Regions from separate parts of the Anas platyrhynchos genome. Here region 2 is linked to region 1. A link is a contact called in public Hi-C data. All regions are on one chromosome and are shown on one strand. Each heading gives the region's core, a stretch centred on a gene start, on an enhancer-like site or on the middle of the called end of the contact. The rest is flanking DNA. Distances are from core to core; before and after follow the strand shown. Region 1 holds the start of CDYL (chromodomain Y like). Region 2 overlaps CDYL (chromodomain Y like).

The links. Hi-C and Micro-C count contacts between places; a contact is called where the count stands out from the background.
Region 2: a Hi-C map of F1 follicle shows a contact between it and region 1, with 1.7 times the contacts expected there. The contact joins the enhancer-like site here to the promoter of CDYL in region 1.

Annotation. Positions count from the first base shown.
Region 1 is chr2:88,953,951-88,959,309 of IASCAAS_PekinDuck_T2T, forward strand. CDYL (chromodomain Y like) reads left to right here and starts at 2,903. Exons shown (of 7, transcript XM_027451619.3): 1 at 2,903-3,308. The coding sequence starts at 3,285. It overlaps LOC106019911 (a long non-coding RNA gene), which reads left to right. Exons shown (of 4, transcript XR_003495433.3): 4 at 1-1,773.
Region 2 is chr2:89,003,097-89,008,455 of IASCAAS_PekinDuck_T2T, forward strand. It overlaps CDYL (chromodomain Y like), which reads left to right. Exons shown (of 7, transcript XM_027451619.3): 2 at 2,711-3,377. Among named protein-coding and RNA genes, the nearest start is that of CDYL, 49 kb to the left of the region's middle. Within about 2 kb of position 2,040, at least 3 of the 8 cell types and tissues checked have an H3K27ac peak or open chromatin away from gene starts, as enhancers often do. A contact at or near this core is called in F1 follicle, where this site is marked.

The DNA.
Region 1 (5,359 bases), core at 1,653-4,152:
TCAAAAGCCATCTCGATGTGGTCCTGGACAACCTGCTCGAAGGTGGCCCTGTTTGAGCAGGAGGTTGGACCAGATGGCCTCTACAGGTCCCTTCCAACCCTAAATATTCTGTAATACTGTGATTCCATGATATAATTTGATCAGAAGTTAATATCTATAGCGTAGACCATCACATTTGACCTTATCAGTCACATCTTTTGAAATCCTTCAGGTAATCACTGACTACATCTCAACTACTAAATGTTTTATTTCCAAGTTCTACTCCCAAATATAAATTAAAAACAAAAACAAAAACAACAACAAACTTGAAATGACCGATCAAAAAAGTTACTGATAGTCACCTTAATGTCAAGAGTTATGATCTTGTGGATAAATGTCTGCATATCACATATGGCTGAGATGCCTTGGTCAGAGCAAATTCTGGAAGTGTAGACTCATTGCCATCTAATACAGACCTCTGTGATATTTTCACTAATGCCAACTTTTAGGCAGCTATGGTCTAACACCATAACTATCCCAAATTCAGCCATTCCACCATCAATGAAGATCTTTATAGACATTTCGGTGGCACATGGTGATATTGAAATGGAGTTGACCTTTTTAAATTAATGTGATTCCATGATCTGCACCTTGTCCATACATTTAAACATTCTTCACTCTGCTAATTGAAAGAATGATTGTCCCGACATTTGCCAAGACTGCCACTACAGGCAGTTGTCTTCTTCAAACTGGAAGCACTGTATGCTAAAACTTGTGCTTTTTTCATATTGTCTGATTCTTTCCAAGACTGGGTTAACCAAGGCTGTTTCACTCACCTCTAAGAAGACGCCCTGCTACTCTCAGATTTCAAACAGGCCTGGCTTTTCACTTGTCCTAGACTGCTCAGTAACTGTATTCCATACAACCTCTTTACTAGAAACATCGGTATGCCACGTTAATAAAGCCATTTACAAAGTTGCTGTAAAGCTTCATTTTAACAACAAAGACTGTTCAATAGAAAAGGCAGATAAAAAAGATACATCCTGCCTCAGTGAGGAAAGTGTGAAACACTTTAAAAAATTAGAAGGAAATGCTGATCTAGACAACACACACAACTTTTAGACAACTCAATTTTTTCTAGAAAGAGCAAGAAGAGATCAAGCTATCGTGAAACTTAATGTAACAAAACCCAAATGCAAAACCTTGACACTAGTCACAAAACTTGGTACCTCTCAGATGCTTGAACCACAGCAGTATCACGTGGTATTTTTGAACAGTATGGCTGATTCACCTGAGAAGTCTTACAAAGCAACAAGGACAAAAGGTTAGAATAGGCAGCAAAGAAGAATTAATGGCACTGCAAGCAATGAATATGTGTAAAAGAAGAACGTCCTTCAATGAAGATGTAATGTGGATGGTGGTTGAAACATTTAAAATTAGTAATAACTCTGAGCTTTTGTTGTTTCCATGAAGTACTAAAAATAGAGAAGTACTGATGAACTGTATTTCTTTTTAGTCATCCAGAAGAACAAAACGCCTAGGATCTGTTTGACTACAACGTTAAAACAGAAAAGAGGGGGCAAGAAAAGAAGAACTTCCTGTGTTCTATGCTTATGCCTTGCAAGTGAAGTAACATCTTCAGCAACCATTGCTGCCAACCCTTTGCCAAAACATGACTACAGAATACTTTAAAAGGTTGTCCTTCAAAAGACAGCTACAATGATGGTATGCTGTGTACGGCTCAAAAAGGATTCAGACCACGGCCCAGAAACTGAGTGAATGCTCACCTCAGGGTCAAGAGGAAGGCAGTCACGGAGATCCTAGACCTCAACCACGTCCATTTCTTACACAGGCCCATACTTGGGTCAACGATCCTGTCACTGAACAGCCCCCTTTTACAATACCTAGGTTAAGCCCAGCTCTTGAAGACCTCAAGAAATGGTTTCAAGACCAACCAGTTCTAAACTCTTCATAGGCTAGTTAGGAAATTACAAAAGTACTGAAGGTGGCAGACATTTTGTCTATGGAAATGGTGTCCATCTGGCTGTCCAGTGCCAGATTTTCAGTCACCTAGAGGAAGAACGTTGGCCTGGAGGAAGTGATCTTTTGGTCACGAAGAACGGATGGATGGGTAAACCGCATCTCCAAAAGGAATTTCCAGTCCTTTCTGTACAAATCACCCAAATCCCGTAAGTAGATCGGCATTTTCTGAACGGATGCCTCCTGGACAGCGGTCCCAAACTCGTTTATCAAAGTAGAATATTGAGGGGTGTCTCCGTTTCTGAGAAATGCTTTTGCAAGTCTTTGGCCAAAAAAAAAATAAAATAAAATAGAAGCAAGAGGCAACTTGATCAAAAATTTGTTGAGTCAGTGTGTGGGTTGACTGCACGCGTGTGATGAACTCCGCTTTAACTTGCGCTGCTCTGCGGCAGGGCGCAGCTCCCTGCTGCGGGACAGACGCTCACCTGGACGGGAGGAGGAGGAGGAGGAGGAGGAGGAGGAGGAGGAGGAGGAGGAAGCAGGGCGGCGGGGTGCCGCGTGTGCGTGTGCATGTGCCCCCCACCAGCCCGCGCCCGTCCCGCGGGCGGCCCCGAGCCCCGGCTGGGCAGACAATGGGAGATCAAAGCGGGGGGAGGCGGAGGAGGAGGAGGAGGAGGAGGAGGAGGAGGAGGAGGGGGGGGGGGGGAGGATGGTGCCGGGCGGGCGGCGAGGCGGAGCGGCGGCGCTCTCTCTGCGCTCGATTAGTGTTCCTGGGGAGGGAGCGAGCGGGCCGGGCCGGGGAACGGAGGGCTTGAGGGGGGGTGGGGGGGGAGGAAAGGAGGAGGCGGGAGCGCGCGCGCGTGAGCGGGGCGCCGCCGCGTGCGCGCGCCCGCGGGAGGTGGCGGAGCGAGGGAGGGGAGGAGAGGGGAGGGGAGGGGGGGTGTGGGGGGGGAGCAGAGCGCGAGGGCGCGCTCGCGATCGGGGCGCGAGCCGCGTTGCGCAGCTGCGGTGCGCGCAGCCCCGCCGCCAGCAGCAGCGGCAGCGGCAGCGGCAGCTCAGCGGCATTCAGCGAGCGGGGCTGCTGGGTGCGCTGGAGAGAGACGCGCGGGGCGGAGGAGGAGGAGGAGGAGGAGGAGGGGGAGGAGGAAGGAGAAGAAGAAGAAGAAAAAGAAGAAGAAGAAGAAGAAGAGAGGAGCAGCAAGAACAGGAGGAGGAGGAGGAGGAGGGAGACGGAGGAGCCGGGGGAGGAGGAGGCCACACGGCCACCAACTGAAACAAAGTCTCCGCGAGCCCGCACCCAACTCCACCTTGTGAGGCTCCCCAGCATGGCTTCCGAGGAACTCTACGAGGTAACAGCCCCCCCGCCGCCGGCCCCGGCCCCGCCGGCCACCCCGCCGCACCCCGCCCCGCCCGCGGCTCGCCTGGCCCCGTGTCACCCCCAGCGGCAGGGCCCCGGCCCGGCTGCCCCCGGCGGGGGGACGGAAGGAGGGCAGGAGCCCGAGCGCTGCCGCCCGTGGCCTGCGCGGCCCCCCCCGGTCCCCCCCGGTCCCCTCCGGACCCCGCGGGTCCCCCCCCGGTCCCCCCGCTGCCCGGGAGCAGCGCTGACAGCCGCCGCCGCTCGGCCCCGGGGCGAGCGCGCCACAGCGGCGTGCAAAGAGGCGTGCAAAGAGGCGTGCAAAGCCGAGTTAGCGCCCGGGTCCGGAACCGGGCTGCGTGTGTGCGTGTGCGTGTGTGTAAAGGGAGAGGGAAAAGGGGGGGGGGGGTGTTGGTGCGCTGCTCCCTGCCGGCGCCGTCCCCGCAGCCGAGTGCTGTGCCACCATCCTGCGCGCCGCGATGCCAAACGCCACGATCGCGACCTGCCCCGAGCCCCAGCGCCGGGCACGGCTGCCCGAGGAGCCGGGGGGGCTCCCGAGTTGGGGCTCCCGAGTTGGGGCTCCCGCACGCCGGCCCTCGGCGGGGCGGCCGCAGGGCAGGCTGGCAGCAGGGGAAGGGTTTTGGGGTGGCGGCGGGGGGTGCGGTGACAGCCCAACTTCGAATTTCCTGTCCTGTGTGTGGCAATTTTCACATCCTTGCCCTTAATTGAAAGGCATCATGGTCCTCTTGGATTGAACTTCCTTGTTTTTATTTTGACGAGAAGTCATCCCTGGGAGTGCGAAGCGGCGGCCGCTTCGGAGCCTGTCTTGTCTTTTGGGTAAATGGGGTAGTCACCCCAAGCCAAAACGGTGTTTATCACATGGTTAGCAGGCAGCCAGTCCGCGATTTATAAAAAAAATAATAATATTTATATCTAGAGGCTGGAATGCTAAGGTCAAAGGAGACAGGCGGCCTTCAGGACACTTGGCAGAAGGAGACACCTCGCTGCGCGCTGCTGGTGCGCAGGTGTCTCCTCAGAGTGGCATTACACCCATGGGCGAACAGACCTGTGTAAGCCCGTGAAGGGTACCCCGTGTGGGCTTATGTCTGAAGCAAGTTGAAGGCTGAGCAGAGGTGCTGAACTGATGGATGAGAGGACTGAAGGCCTGTGTTCCCAAGGCAGATAAATCACGGTTAATTGCTTTGGCAAGTTTCCCCCATTCTCATAGCATGGCTTAAGCCAGTCTTGAAGGGATGATCCCTGGAAGTGGCTGAGAAACGTAGGGACCGCTCTGTGTAGGAAAGAATTGCCCAAAACTTGCTTTGACTTCAGGAAAAGTTCTGTCGGGTTTGAAGAGTTGGGCCCGTAGACCGTGCTGTGGCCAATGCTTGCGTGTTGCGTGTTTCTGGATTTGTTCAATGACCAACAATGGGACGTCATTTTCCATAGGCATAAGAATGACAAGAAAAGTTCTGCTTGCTGGATGCTGGGCTGAAGTTAAACAGTGAGCAGTCTTTATTAATCTGTTTGTTCGTCTTAGGCTGTGTTCCCAATGTTGACTTGTATGAAAGGCTCAGTAGGCTGTTGACCATGGTCATCCTCACTAGGAAGGTTACGCATCGTATCGTATTCATTGGGCAAAAGTGCGTCTCTCAAAATGCTTGCAACCATAGACTGCTTTTTTTTTTTTTTTTTACTTTTAAAACCAGTCACTTTCGTTCATTGTGTAAGTGCAAAGTTTACTTGAAGTGCCAAAATTGTTAATGCTTTTGGACTCAGATGTGGTCAAACTGTTGCTTGTGTTTGTTTTTTTCTAAGTTGCTGTTCTTTTTTGACAAGTTTTGTCTTTTGATGCAATTTACAGAGCCGTGCCTGAAAAATCAGAAATCATAAATAATTTAAATGTAGTGAATACTAATTTGGGAGGTATATAACTTCAAGTTGACTTGAAACGTTGAATATTGGATAATTTAAATTCTCTGTGAACTACCACGTTATTGACCATTTTGTGGATATTTCATTGTAATTAACGCAATACAGTATTTT
Region 2 (5,359 bases), core at 790-3,289, 48 kb after region 1:
AGAGTGAGTGTGGTGTTTAGCTGCCGGCCAGGTTAAACCACAACAGTCACCTTATTCAATGACCCTGTGTACATTGTGGAAGCATTCCAATCTTCTCTCTCCAAATCTGGATGAGAAACACTTTTGTAGCTGTTCTTATCAGCAAGAGGTCCTAGCACAGTTAGACTAATTAAGTGGAGGCAATTCAGAAAGTCCTTCACTAAATCTCTGAAGGCACGTGATAAATTGTGTGTTGCAGGTTAATTGATGGTTTTTTGTTTTTGTTTTTCATTGTAAATAAAACAGATATAAGATGTCTTCAGGACGAATTAAACAGTGTTAGAGAAAAACTTTGAATTAAAAAGAGCAATGTCAAAATAGGTTTTGATGCAGAGTTGGACAATACAGCTAAATATAAGTTTCCTGTATGTGTTCCCGTTTGCTCTATAAATCATCAGGTTAGTAATGGATTTTTGCATCTCCTGTTCTAGAGCTCATCTGTTATCTCTGCAAGGTGTCTGGTTTTTTTTGGAAGAGAAGAATGGCTTCCTACTTTAAAGGGGCATGTCCTTAATGGGTGGCCTTTCAACATCTAAAGATATTAGTAGAAGTTTGTGCCCAGTAATCAATGTAGTTTGTTATGAAGATTTCCTGATAGGAAAAAAAAATACCTTGTTAGTAGCAGAGATCTTTCTCTGAGAATCATATTTTTAAATTTTACTCTAGAAGGTCAAGAGAAGGAGAAATGATATGCAAAACTAGTGCAGGAACTAATTTTTTGATGACATGATATCAGGCTTCTGATTCATGAGTTAGTTTTTATGTTTTTGTTTAATATTTCTGACTTACTACTGAATATCTTTACTTCATGTCTACTAATTTATTTTTTTAAATGAAGGCTTATTTTTCCATTATGGCTTTATTATTTGAGATAGCATTTTAGTTAAGATGTTAAGTATAGTGTCATAGAAAAATAATAGTTTCAATACTGTGGGGTTTTTAAGTCCAGTGACTCGACTAAAAAGTGCAATAACCAGCATAAAAACTGTTTTAATATTTTTAAATATTAAAATATTTAATATTTGGACAATTTTTATTGTATTGCACTTTAAAATGTACTGAATTGCCAATACCATATAACCGAGTAACAAAGTAAAACTGGGACTAGTCTGACAGTTTGTGTTTCTTTCATTTGTAGTGGATTTTTTGTTTGATTTTCTAGACCTTAAAAAACAGAATGATGCAACATCCTAATTACAAGACAGCATAGTACAACACCTGAAGGATACATCAAGTTCTAGGATGTATAGTTAGTTTGCTGCTGAGATTGTAATAATAGTAATTAGTAACAGTAATCATTTAACTTTGCTGTTGAAAACAATGCCATACATTATGATAACATGCAACACAAAAATTCAAAGCTGAAGTGCACTCTTCAGGGAAACTGTTGTAAATGATAATGTGATTCAGCAATGGCACATATACCTGTATTTTCCTTCAGTCCTTCCAAATTATTTTGTATATCCTACATTCTTTTTTATGCCACTCCAGTAAGTGTTACTAGTCTTCAGAGGTTATCCTAAGTATGTGTGATTCTTGCTTATGTGCATGGTCTTAGCTCATGAGTGGCTAAGCAGCAGGGCTAGGAGTTAAGTTAATAAGCAGTAGTTTCATCCCATTTCGCTTCCCCCACTTTTTTTTCCACCTCTTTTTTTTTAACCTAATAACCAAAAGGGAGATAGAGATGGGGAAGAAAGCTGTATTGGTTCCGTAACTGAATTGAAGTGGGTTGGAGGATTTACCAGAAGAAACAGCCTTTTCTGAAAAAGGGGAATTGTGAGACTAACCTTACACTTGCATCTTTTCTTTTTTTTTTTTTTTCTTCTGTGAAAGAATTCAGTTTCTGAGGTGCTGCATGACTGGCAGTAGTTTTGGTACAAGGCGTGAGGCTCTGTTCCTGCAGCTGCTGCTGTCTGCCCTGTCGTGCTTTACTCCAGTGCCTGAATTCCTCTAGCCTGTGGCTCCCACATGCTGTTATAGCATGTGCATGCTTAATACTTGTGACATAAATACCATCTCTATTTGCAGATAAGTGAGGCATGGTAATTGGTTCAAGTATGTGTATCAAAGACTCTGGCCAAAACAAGTTCTCTGTTTTCAGAAGACAAAGCAAACTCTAAAAATTCTTGCGTATTTGCTCCAATTTCTGAGCTGTACCATATTGTCCCTGGTATCTAAAGGATCTCTCACCATAAGGAAAAGATTCTCACATGTGCCTTATGCTAAGTAAGCAAATTATTTGAACAATACTAAACTGATATTTTTTTAAGGTAAACAAACTGTTTTTGCAGTATATTTGAACATGGTCTCTATATTCAGAGAAGCATTGATTAAGATGTTGAAGCTGGTATTGAAACTTAGCTGGGGCCAGTGCCGATCGTTAACAATATATGTTTATTCAGGTTCTTGTGCATACCAAATACGCGTTGAAGAATAACTTTGGTATTTTAGAACATCTTTTATTAGACAGAAATAACAATCTGAAGTTTAAAGAAGGGTGTTTTCAGTCAGTAATGAAAGACTATGAGATACAGAGCTACAATACAGAAGTACAGAACTGCAACTGTAATTTTAAATCCATCTACACTTAAAAAAGAATTGTTTGCATGAAAGTTGCTCACTCGACTTGCGTATCTGCCCATATCTAATGTTTAATTTTCATTTTCAACAGGTAGAGAGAATTGTTGACAAGAGGAAAAACAAGAAGGGAAAAACAGAATATTTAGTGCGATGGAAAGGATACGACAGTGAAGATGATACCTGGGAGCCAGAACAGCACCTTGTTAATTGTGAGGAATATATACATGAATTTAACAGACGTCACAATGAAAAGCAGAAAGAAAGCACATTAACCAGGACAAACAGGACCTCTCCAAATAATGCCAGAAAACAAATTTCTAGATCTACCAATAGTTCTTTTTCAAAGACATCCACTAAATCTTTAGTTATGGGTAAAGACCATGAGTCAAAAAATAATCAACTCTTTACTGCCACCCAGAAGTTCCGGAAAAACAACTCACCATCTCTTTCTGGAAGGAAAAATATGGACCTTGCAAAATCAGGTATTAAAATTCTAGTGCCCAAAAGTCCAATTAAGAGCCGGACAACTGTTGATGGCTTCCAGAATGAAAGCCCTGATAAAATGGACCACATAGACCAGGATCAAGAAGACTCTGTAGCACCAGAAGTAGCAGCAGAAAAACCAGTGGGAGCGTTATTAGGACCTGGTGCAGAGCGTGCCAGGATGGGGAGCAGACCAAGGATACATCCATTAGTGCCACAATTGCCAGTGCCAGTAACAGCCACAATTGCATCAGCATTAACAATAAATGGAAAAGGTAAGTGTGCAAGTTGGTCTTTTTATGTAGATTTTTCATTTGACTGATCTTTTTAGCTGTTCAGATGTAAATAAATTATCCACTCTGTTTCAGCCATGTTAAATCAAGTCTGGAGAACTTCACAACTTTATTTTTACATAACTGTATGACTATAAAGCCATTTTGAATTTTACCAGCCTTTGCTTTCCTCACAGAGATTCATTGATATTTGTGTTTTCAGAGTCACCATAAAATACATCTGTGTTTGCTTTGACATCGTGTGGTACACATATTCAGTGTACCATTTTAAGAGATAGCATCATTGCTTTAAGTTTCTTTAAATATGTCAGACTCAATTTTGTTATGAACATTAGAAGCATACATTATCCAAATAGACAAGTGATAAGAGCAGGAATTCTTCATAATGGTTTATGTACCTATTTTACTATAAACTTTGCCTGGACAATAAAAAGTAAAGTTGATTAAGTTTTATTTTGGTGAGAATTTGAGTCAGTTGTGCAGATACATATGCCTTCTGTCTGGATTGAATTCTGTCTTCATTATATTTTATCAATATTTTGTAGTTTATACCTCATTTCATATTGAGATCTTATTTAGATTTAATGTCTGACATGGTAATATCTCAGTAGATTTATAGTACAAGTTGAATAAACTGTACATTTTTAACACCAAATAAACCCAAAGTGTTTTTGTGTGTGGGGAAAAGCTGTTTGTTCCCCACACCCTGCTGAGAGACTGGATTAAGACAGTCATTTTGCTGATGTCCCGAACTTTTATTCTTCCATGATGGACCTAGGTTGTTGTTGTAAGCATGCTTCCGAAGCTAAGATTTCAAGTATAACGTTCTCTTCAAATAGAGGGTAAAATCTGCAAGTATTCTTTTGATGACAGCTTGCTGGAAAAAAAAATCTTGAAACCCAAGGACTGGGCCTGCAAGAAAACATGCTTAGAGACAAGCTATAGGCATAAAAATATGTTGAAGACTTTGTGAGAGTTTGTGTTGCATGCCCCATTATTGCTTACATACAGATTTTGGGGGTGGGGGAGGGAAAGCTGCTGTAGCAGGAGAGGTTGAAAAGCAGTGGATAAGGGAGGAATGCTCTTCTGGAGCTGTGGTGTCAGGTCATGGACCAACCCATTTTGCTGCAGTTGAACTAGGTAACCATGGTAATGAACACACTGATGCCAGGAATATCTCGTCCTTTGCATGGGCTAAAGAAGGAATGTAAATCTCAGAGGATGTAAACAAAGCTGGAGGGGAAAATGCAAGAGGTGCATGCCAGTATGCAAGTTTTCTGAGTAGGTGAGGCAGATGAGTGTGTTCACACACGTGATGGTTTCATGATAATTAATGCACGTTTTGTAGTATGATGGTGTTCCTAGTGAAGTGGCTGATAAGCACTGCCTCCAGCATCCTGGATTTTCCTCATGGCGTTCACACACACAAGAAAGAAAAACAACATAAAAAACTTACTGGGTAGGTCAATAACCACAAATGATTACATCACTCCCAGCAACCTTTCACTCTGATAATACTGGTATCGCAAAGGCCTGTTATAGGGCATTAAGTGGAAGCGGAAAGGCCTGCACAGGAACGATAATGACATATAAGATATTAGCTGAGGTACATTAATGCGTTTCACTGAGGTGTTACAGGTCCCTCAACTGTCACCACCTCCTTCAGCTTTTCTGAGGCATTTGTCTGACCATCTAATATTGAAAGCTCTGCTTGGGATAATGGGAATATGAGATTTTTCTTACACTTACATTTTTGCAAGACCTTAAGGCATAGATCAAAAAAGGGGGAACCAAGGAGATAGCCACAATACATGGTAGCACAAAAATATGCAGTGTATTTGTCTTCTATCTGTTTCTGGAGGTATATTAGTTCAAGTACATTATCTTAGGCTTTCCTTCTCTGACCACACTGCCCCTGAGCTGAGGTGTGCAGTTTGCTGTGACACAGAAGCCAATGTCCTAAT